Regions from separate parts of the Mus musculus genome. Here region 1 is linked to region 2. The links are chromatin contacts, called in public HiCAR-type maps. All regions are on one chromosome and are shown on one strand. The core of a region is the stretch at or near the end of the contact, and the rest is flanking DNA. Distances in the headings are between cores, read along the strand shown. Region 1 has its middle 42 kb from the start of 8030451A03Rik. Region 2 overlaps Gm42294 (a long non-coding RNA gene).

What was found. HiCAR-type assays count read pairs that join an accessible place to other places.
Region 1: a contact with region 2 is called in a HiCAR-type map of Th17 cells, with 6 times the contacts expected there. The contact joins two enhancer-like sites. A contact is called at or near these places in 1 of 15 datasets of contacts at CTCF or cohesin (large pre-B cells), 2 of 484 Hi-C or Micro-C datasets (bone marrow-derived macrophages and ventral hippocampal neurons) and 4 of 115 datasets of contacts at active chromatin or transcription factors (Th17 cells, bone marrow-derived dendritic cells, memory CD8 T cells and 1 more).

What each region holds. Positions count from the first base shown.
Region 1 is chr4:63,940,443-63,945,010 of GRCm38.p6, forward strand. No RefSeq gene overlaps it. Among named protein-coding and RNA genes, the nearest start is that of 8030451A03Rik, 42 kb to the right of the region's middle. Within about 2 kb of position 2,624, at least 28 of the 459 cell types and tissues checked have an H3K27ac peak or open chromatin away from gene starts, as enhancers often do. A contact at or near this core is called in Th17 cells and bone marrow-derived dendritic cells, where this site is marked.
Region 2 is chr4:63,713,002-63,718,047 of GRCm38.p6, forward strand. The region is part of intron 1 of Gm42294 (a long non-coding RNA gene); the gene reads left to right. Among named protein-coding and RNA genes, the nearest start is that of Gm42294, 19 kb to the left of the region's middle. Within about 2 kb of position 3,465, at least 6 of the 459 cell types and tissues checked have an H3K27ac peak or open chromatin away from gene starts, as enhancers often do. A contact at or near this core is called in Th17 cells and bone marrow-derived dendritic cells, where this site is marked.

The sequences.
Region 1 (4,568 bases), core at 1,374-3,873, 230 kb after region 2:
TTTTCTACCACTTGGCCCAGGCTCTCAACATCCCTGGTCCTCAATTTTGCAACACTGGGAAATGGGAATCCCACAAACTGCTCTGCTCCCACTCAGGGTCATAAATTCGGGCCCTAGAATATGTTTTGTAAATGGGTGTACGCTCACGAGCAGAAGGACAGTGTGATTCTATTCTATATTACTGGAAGCTGCGTATTCAACCTCCTCTTGTGAAAATGGGTGACAGATGAAAAAAAAAAAACCTGAGAAATACTCCTTGTGAACAGAAGGACAACTGTAAAGTGGCTGATCAGCAGTCACCTGGTCTGAGACTCTCCTCACCAGTGAAGGCAGTCAGATTCATGTCGTATCTTAACACCGAAAATCAGCTCCTGCCTCTATCAGACAGTCCCTCTCTATTACCGTCATGCTTATAATTTCAGTCAATCCTTGACCTTAAATTGGGGCCACAACCTTCAGATCCTGCTGGGTCACTGATGATCAGAGGATGACACTTGGAATCCAGTAACTCTTGATGCTAACACTTCCCGGCCTCAGCTTTTCCATCCATAGAATGGGGAGAATAACACACACGGCTGTTTTGAGGTCTGCATGGGCTCATTGTGAAAACTGCTTAGTATGCTGACTGTAAGCAGGCAGCACTCAGGAAAGCTGCGGTTATTCTCATAGCAATCCAATGCACTAGAAACGAGTTCTGGGCACTTGCATAACAATTGAGTTAGACCTACATCTTGGGGCTTCCCTACTGGCCCCATTTGTACGAGTAGCCTTCAGCTCAGTGTCTTGTCCCTGCTGGTCCCAATTCTTTGCCCTGAACATCATTCAGCTTATCTGAGGTCTAAATTCCATCTAGTCCCAGTGTTGCCAACAAATTCTGTTTCTTCTTCCTCCTCCTCCTCTCTTGCTACCATTCCACCTAAAGTTCTGTCTGCTGAGTCCATGGAAGACTTCCATGGCGACCACCCAAATGCTGCGGTCTGCAGTCTGAAGCTTTTCCAGGGGCTGTTTACTGTTTAGCCCTTAATGGCCTCTCTGATTTGATCTTGAGTCTCATATGTTCCGACCACAGTGCGCTTCCTTCTGAGCTCATTAGGCTTTAGGGCAGAGCCTGAGACCAAGGCACAAAAGATGGTCCCAAGATCAGGGTGAGGGAGTAGGTGGAGTGAGACAGGGAAGGAAAACAGTTGACATGGGTTGCACAATCAATTGTTTCCTGTTCTGAGTAGCCTTGACTCTGTCCCCCCCAAGGGCAGGTTGACAATGCCTCCCAATTGCCTTGCTATAGGACAGAAACCTTTGACACTCCTCCACTCTTCCTCCCCTGAACTGGAATAGAGTCCCCCATTATTTTACACTTTGAAAATGACTTTGGCTTAGACAAACTGGACTCCCAAGCTCTTGAGAAAGTCCTGAGGCAGAGACGTGGAGACCCACTGGCTTGGAGGGAGAGCATGTGCATATGTATTGCAGATTAAATATGAAAATGTGTCCGTAGATGCTACCTTGTTACCAAGCTGTTCCCCACTCCAGGCCTCTTGCAAGAACTGTGTCTCCCATCATGCATGTTTAGATTCAAATGTCCCAGTTTTAGAGATAGCCCTCTTGACATTCTGTCTGAAGGAGGCTACTGTGGTTCCTCTATCCAATGCCAGTTTTTCTTCATGACCCTTTTCTAGTATCTGGGTTAAAACCTACCAGCTCACAGCATGTCCAGGTCATGGCAGAGGTTCAAGCAAGACTGATGCCAGACTTGACTTGGGCAATTATATAGAGAGGTCAGATTCCAGGGTAAGAAGCAGGTAATAAAGCATGCGATGGCTCAGATGATTATTACGTGTGGGGTGGAGGACATCAAGAGGTGAGGGCAGGGAATTCTACAGAGTTGAACACAAAAGGCACAGAGACCAACTATCAGAGGTTCAGAGGGAGGCAGCAATAGGTTGTCACTCAGAGACAGGACAGACCCAGACTTATATGCACAGGTGGAGGTGGGCTGGCATGGAGAATTTTGTATCTGGTTCCTCTTCTTCAGTGTAGCCAGGTGCATGATGTCATTGGAGGCTGGAGAAAGTGATGACTTCCTTACAGCCTTAGTGCAGATTTCTGTGTGGTTACAGTCTGTTCTCCAAACCTAAACATAGTGGGACTTCAGGAACGAACACAGGGATTTTTGGGTCTCATCTCTATAGCCTCTGTAGACTCATGTGTGTAGCCTAAAATTGCCCCGGGTGTCCTGGAGGGCCTGGAATGAAGAGGCATGTGAAGACATCTTCTACCAGCATGGACTCTCTAGGCTGCAGGTAGACAAGCATGCCTGTACAGCTTCTCTGAACACAGTGTCTCACATTCCCGGAGCTGAGGATATAGGTTCCACTTGATAGTGACCTCATGATCTTGTCTCAATTCTCTGTGCTGCAGGGAACTATCTCCCCTCCACAGGGGAGGCTACAGAGTGCTGCATCCACCCTGCAGGCAGAGAAATCATCAAGGCATATGTCTTTTTGCCTTAAGGATTTTTTTCTCCTCCAAATAGACTTATAACAACAAGTAACCCCCTGGTTTCTATCACTTCTGCATTTAGAGTCTGTACTCCCTCCTGGTAGAGTTGATGTTAGTGGTCACAGGAAAGGGGTGTGGCCCTCTTGTCAGCTCAGATGTGCAGGCTGAGGCTGTTAATCATGTTCACAACCATTGCCACCACTTGGGTAGTAAGGTTTCAAGTCAGCGTGTTTCACTTAATTCCGATTGCATAAAGCAGACCACCGCCTCAGTGACACTGGCCAAACCTGCCTCAGTTTCCAGCTCTGTAGAATGGAGACTATAGGGTGGTGGTGAAGGTTAAATGAACTTTGATATGGACAGCAGCTGTAACAGGAACTGCTGTCAATCAGGGCTTGTTTTATTTTTAGCTCCATCTTTCGTGTCAAAATGGAGGACCTAAAGAAGAAACACCAAGGAGCTTTTACAAAATGGGAATCTGTACAATTTCACATCTTAAATATTATTCTTTGTGGAAGAATTTTTAGTGGTGTATGGGTAAAACAGAGAGCAAATTACATCATTGGCGTGAAAAGGAGAAGAGAGACTGGTGGAAGGAACTAGAACAAATAGACCACAGCATAGACCTGAGCCATGATGACTGAAAGGCAATAACTCTGTCCTTGTAGCAAATTAACCTGGGAGCTGCCAACTGATAGACAGTTGACATCCTGAGCAGCACTGCACACATATTTGTCTGCAGGTATATTTGTGAGGGCACCGGATGCTGTAGGGATATCTCTTGTGACTCCCTAAAGGATATACGACTTTGAGTATAGTTTTCCATAATCAGCTTTGTCATGACCAGCCACCAGAGGTAGACATCTTATGTGATTCTCTGGAGGACCTGGGCCTTTGCTTCATGAGACTAGAGTACCAAATTAGAAGTCATAATGGAAGTGAGATATAATTTTGTCTGCTTCTCACACTCAACTAGGTATGTTTAGAGTTAACATTCATTTTTCTTTGCCTGCTTCATGCTCTTCTGTAAAGCAGCTAAAAGGCACGAGGCACTTGACCTGGCCTGTTCAGGCTTCCACTTAAATTAACCGAAAGCACTCACATTAGCTCCACCTATTGACCAGCCAGTCAAATGGGTATTGATCATTTAGTCTGTGTGAAGGATGGCTGCGGGGAGTATAGCCAAGATACTGTTTGTCATTTACTACGGTGCAGCTCTGTATTGTAGGTACAGCGGTGCATTTATTGTAGTTATATGAGACAGTTATCATTTGTGTTTTATAAAAGAAAACGTTTGAAAACCCTAAATCATTAGGGAGCATGACCAAATGTAGATGGCTAGTTCCATTGTAGAACCAGGATTTGAAAGAGACGGATGGTCCATTCACTCATGAGCACTGCTACTTTTCTCAACAGTGATGACTGCCACAAAGACTCAAAGACATAATTCCTGTTTCCAACACACTCACTGTCTGGCAGGCGAGGCAGTTTCCTGACTGCATGGTCAGGGGTCCTACTTTACCCAGACTCTCGTCTTAGCATTGAAAGCATCTGTTATAAGATGCACATCGAGTGACTTAAGTTCCACTGGAATACTCTGTGGATTACTTGGGGGAAGAGAAAACAAAGGATTATGTGGTGTCTAGGGCAAGGAAGAGAGGGATACGATCTCTTTATGGTAAAGATCTCCTTTATAGGCACGCGCCTCTGACTGCGTTCCAAGTTTCTTGCAGCTTCCTAGGTGAGGTTTGGAAAGGCTCATGTAACAGAGAAATTTGCCCAAGAATAATTTCTTGTAAAAGTGATTCCAACCCAGGAGACAGAGACATTCGTCATGTCTGGGGCTGACTGCTTTTTTTTTTCTTTCAGTAAGAAGCACATTTGTGGGAATATGGATTAAATCAGAGGTGTTGGGGTTCATCACTTTGTAGGGGTAGCTCCTGTGTATGTGGTCTCTGGGGACGTGCTCTTTCAGAATTCCTTTGTTCTCCAAAGAAGAGTGCTTACATTTCCCAGTGTCTCAAATCTTCATGCTTGTCTCAGTCCATTGCACTTGGGATGCAGGCTAG
Region 2 (5,046 bases), core at 2,215-4,714:
GTTCTCAAATGATATTGTGATGCGCGTGTGACTATTTTATAGGCATATATGGTTTTATAGGCATATATAGGCATATATCTAGTATCATTTGTATACAAGGTTTCCTTTAAACCTTTGAATGCTATGCCATCTCTGACACATACATTGGAAGTTTTTAATGAAGGAGTAGCTTTGGCTTCCCTTCTTTATCATACTGGCATGCCCATCTGTTTCTGTGTCAGTAGCCCAGACTCTCAGTTCCCATAGCATCCTTCTATGTCTTGGAAATTGAGGGAGAAATCCTTCAATTAATGTCTCCCTTCTCAATATTTAAATTTCTTAACCATCACTCATGTGTTTTAGAGTCATCCTAAAGGTATTTATTATATGAAAGCCTACTAGGATTTGGGTTCATATGATACTGTATTTATCAATAGTAATAGGTAGATGTGACATCTCAGCCAGAGTGGCTTTTCTAATCTGAGCAGAGGGGAGTTATTTTTCTGCAGCCTTAAGTCATTGTTAGTTTCTCTCATGTTACAGTTTCTAGTGTGGGACAGAAGCTGACACGTGATTCTTCATACAGGGCTAGACGGCAGCTGTTTAAAACTTTGAGATCAAGAGGTGAAGTCAAAGATATTAGTTATAATCAATCATGCATTGTATTTTCACATTGGCAAAATTCAAAACATTAAAAACCTTATGGGCTCTTTTGGGTTCAACGTTTCCTGCTTGTTCGACCTTTACTAAACTTTTATTAAAGATGAAGTCACTGTTATGATTTCCCAAGCATCATGAACTTCTATTCTCACATTAACTCTTTTTATAGCTATCACCAATTGGAGTGCCTGGGAAGTGAAATTCTCAACCTATCAGAAGTTCACATGTACTCAAGACTCTCTTACAAGGAGGGCTTTTCTAAGGAGGAAAAGCTGTCTCTCTCTTTTTCCTTTAAAATCATTTGTGTAACAGGTTTAGGTAGAATCATTTTAAATATATTTTACAGTGTTAGTGTATCTCATGGATAGAGTTGATCTTTCAGTTGATCGTTTTTCATGCTGTATATTTTGATTTTGATTATGTTTTTTTTCTTCTGAGAGTAAACATCTTAATAGAATATTCTCTCTCTCTTTCTGGTTCATTTGTTTTAGCATCTCTTGTGGGGAAAAATTCTCTTCCTTGACTGAGACTCTAACTTACCACCAAGATAGGAATTCAATACACACTCTACCATGCATATACCATAACCTGCATATTTTAGTCACAGGAACAGGACTGCATTTAATTCACAGTTGCATGTGGAATTTTCACCACCCCTAGCATGTTTTTCTTTTTTGTTTGTTTATTTGTTTGTTAAAATTTCCAAAGAAAAAAATTTCCCCAAAAAAGTTTCCAAAACTTTTTGGTAGGTGAGGGGTATCTCTGGAAGAACAAGTGGAAGTGATTATCCTTCTGATGGGAGATTGGCAAAGTCGTGAGCCCTCTTATCCCATGACATTCTTAAGATTGAATTCTTCTGCAGATGCCTAAGTTCCTGCAATGCTTCCCTTCCTACACACTAATCTCTGTTTTGCCTCCCGTGTGCAGAATGGCTTGATTTGGGTGGGGCCTTGTGTTCACTTATCACTTCCTTCAGTTGATGAAAGATGTAACCTTTCATCAACTGTGTTAAGATGTGTTAAGCAGTTAGAAGTTATTTCTACCATTGTTTGCTATGACTATCATTAAGAGTAGCATGGTAGCAGATAGTTAGGCATGGTGCTAGAGCAGTAGCAGTAGTGTATAGTAGGATATATTTATCCTAGTTTGCAAGTAAGCTTGAGACATAGAGGGAAGAAGAGAGGGGGGGGGCGGGGGCAAGAAGGCAGCAGACAGACAGATAATGATAGAACAAGCTAACAGGGAATGAGTTTTTTCTTTTTATTCTCAAAGCCCATTTCCAGTGGCCCATATCCTCCAACAAGTCCACTCACATCTCCTAGCCTTCCCAAATAGTTCTACCAACTGGAATCTATGCTCTCAAATATATGAGTTTTTTAGGTCACTCTCATTCAAACCATCACTTTGTATTGTTGGTGTTTGTCTGTCTTTCTTTTATTCTGTCAGAATTTATCAGATGCCAGGCTTCTTTGTTCACCCCAGGGCTAGGGACTGAAGCTTTTGCATACCAAACAAATATTCCACGACTGAACTTTCTCCTCACGGTATGCTTTATAGGGATAAGTACAATGTAGTGTAGGCTACTCCTAAATGTGGCCTTTCTGTTGTTCCTAGGGTTACAGCGACCTGACTATGTGATGGCTTGTGATAGCTTCATTTTATCCCTGTAGTAGGTAAGCTGCTAGGATTCTACATTTAAACATTTTAACATTAAGTCATTTTAAACAACACTTCTGTATGTACCTAGTCCCGTCTGAATATCTCTGTAGCTCCTTCTTCTCCATCTCCAGCATCCTTCTTTGTGTGCTTCTCCATGAATACCTCAACAGCCTCTGATGGGATATCTTATGGGATAGGCATCATTAGGTTAAAGATGGAAATACTTTGACAAAAACAACTTAAAATAGAAAGGAAGGTTCATTTGCCTCCCCCCCACCCCACACACACTCCAGGTTACGGTTCATCTCTGCAGGGAATGTCAAGGTGACTGTTGAAGCAACTGTGGATCACATCCACAAGTTAAGAGCACAGAGGGGTGAAACAGTGCATGTTTACCAGTTCTTGGCAAGCTCTCTCCTTTCCTTACAGTCCAGAGCCAGCCTGTGAAATGGTGTGACACACTTTCAAGGTGGGTCTTCCCATTTCAATTAACCCAGTTAAGAAAATCTCTCCCATACATGCCTATAGACCAACCTAATCTAGACAGTACCCCACTGAAACTCCCTTCCCAGGTGACTCCAGATGGTGTCCAGTTGACTAATACAAGCTTAACACCATAGCCCCCAAACCCAAGGTGGGTAAGCACTCACCTTGTAGACAGTCTGCGCTGTCTTTTGGGTTCCTCTTTCTAGAGTTCCCGTTAGGAAACTAGATGGGTAGAAAAGGGTGGTAAAGGGGGAACAGAAGCTGGATACTTACTTCTTTTTAGGATCAAAGTTCTGTGTGGGCTGCTATTAAGTGAGCAAAGTAGATACTGCATGTATGTTGTCTAGTTTTACAGTGACAAGGTCACATAGAACTGTGATGTTTAGCCATTAATGTGTTATGGCTAGAAACAAAAGTTCCAGGCTCTTCTTTATCTCTGATTTCTCAGACCTTAGAGAAATGCCTGGACCTAGAAGCTTAGGCTTGGCTGAATCAACAGTCAATTGGTCTGATACATGGACTGAACAAGCAAACAGGCAAAAGAAACTATCGGCCCTGAGTCTCTTAGCACAGAGTTTGCTCTGCTGTATTTCATTTTCTTCTCTTGTGGTTTTGAGTGAGGACTCAACGTTCACCGTGAGTGGCTTTTTCTTCCCTTCTTGATGAAACTGACACCCACACTTGTAGTGAAACCACACTTAACCTTTTGGAATTCACTTTCAGGGACTGTGGGGGAAGCACAGGGAAATGTCCAGGAGTTTTCAGTATGATTTTTATTTATTTATTTTGGTTTCCTTCTTCATTTTTTAAAATAAAATTATTATTATTAGTAGTAGTATTACGTGTGTGTGTGTGTGTGTGTGTGTGTGTGTGTGTTTGTACCATGACACATGTTTGCAAGTTAGAGGACAACTTTTTTTTGGGGGGTCTTATGTTTTTATTATGTTTGGGTCTTATATTTCTATTATATATTATAATTTATTATATTTTATATACTTTTCCATCACAGTCACATTTTATATGCTTTTCTACTACAATAAAAAACTAACTTATGATAGAGTTGACATGCTATCATATAAATAAATTTATATCTTCTTTTATGACTGTGCCTTTGTCCTCATTCAACTTTTTTGACTTAGTTTTTTTGGGGTTACCTTTTTACACCTTTTCGTGAGTATTGGGGACCAAATTCAGAGATTTAGGCCTGTGAAGTCAGTGCTTAATCACAAAGCCACCTTATCAGTCCTGAGTTTCATCTCTCATTTAACAAAGCCACAGAATTCTTGGAGTATCTGTTTGATGAAATCAGCATCTATCCCTGTCCCTCCCCCACCTTTGAATAATATTTTATTTTCTATTTTATGTGCATGGGTATTTTGCCTGCATGCACATTTGTATACCACAGGTGTGACTGGTGCCGATGGAGGCCAGAAGAGGGCTTCAGATCCCCTGGAACTGGAATTATGGAGGGTTGTGAACACACTATGACACACTATGAGCCCTAATCACTCTTTTCCTTGAAGTGGGTTTCCTTTAGGTGTATTGCCACAGTAAGAGAGAACTGACTAATATAAGAACACTATGAGCCTCAGAAGTCAGTCTTACTGAGTTATTAAGTGTGGGGATAAATGTGACCTGTCTGAGACCTTAGTCTGTCTTGGGACACTTGATTGGAATTATAGATGTCTCCAAAATACATTGCATCCCTGAATAGCTGGACTAGGTGTGATTGCCCTGAGAGAATGGCAAGTCCCAAAGGCCTTGGACTCCACTCCCCTCTGCCTGTCTGCATCAGAGCCATAGGTACTTCTAGGGATTTAGTCTTAGCGTGAGGTCTCCACAGTGGGGTTTCTCTGACCTTTTAGTTCAGGGACCATACTCCCCTTGGGGAAACATCTAAGGGTTAGGTACATAGTATGCCTATTCAGACATGCTTAGCCCCTGTATTCTATGACTCCTTTAGCTTCTTCCTCTTTGAACCTCTCTTTACGTTCTATTAAACAGACACTGTCATCTAGGGCCCATCTCCTAACCACCGCCACCCCTAAAACTCTTGGGAAGAGGAACATAGCTTACTATTTCCCTTGTGATTTTAGACTACATTTTCTTATGCAAAGGTAAAGACTAAGAGAGATCCTTGGAGCATGGCAAGTAAAGCTTAGATGGGCATGCTTTTGAATAACTGTGTGAGAAGGGATTTTGGACCTTCTTGCAGCAGCTGTAAGAGAAACACTTACTGTCTAAGTGCATGGAATGGAGCAT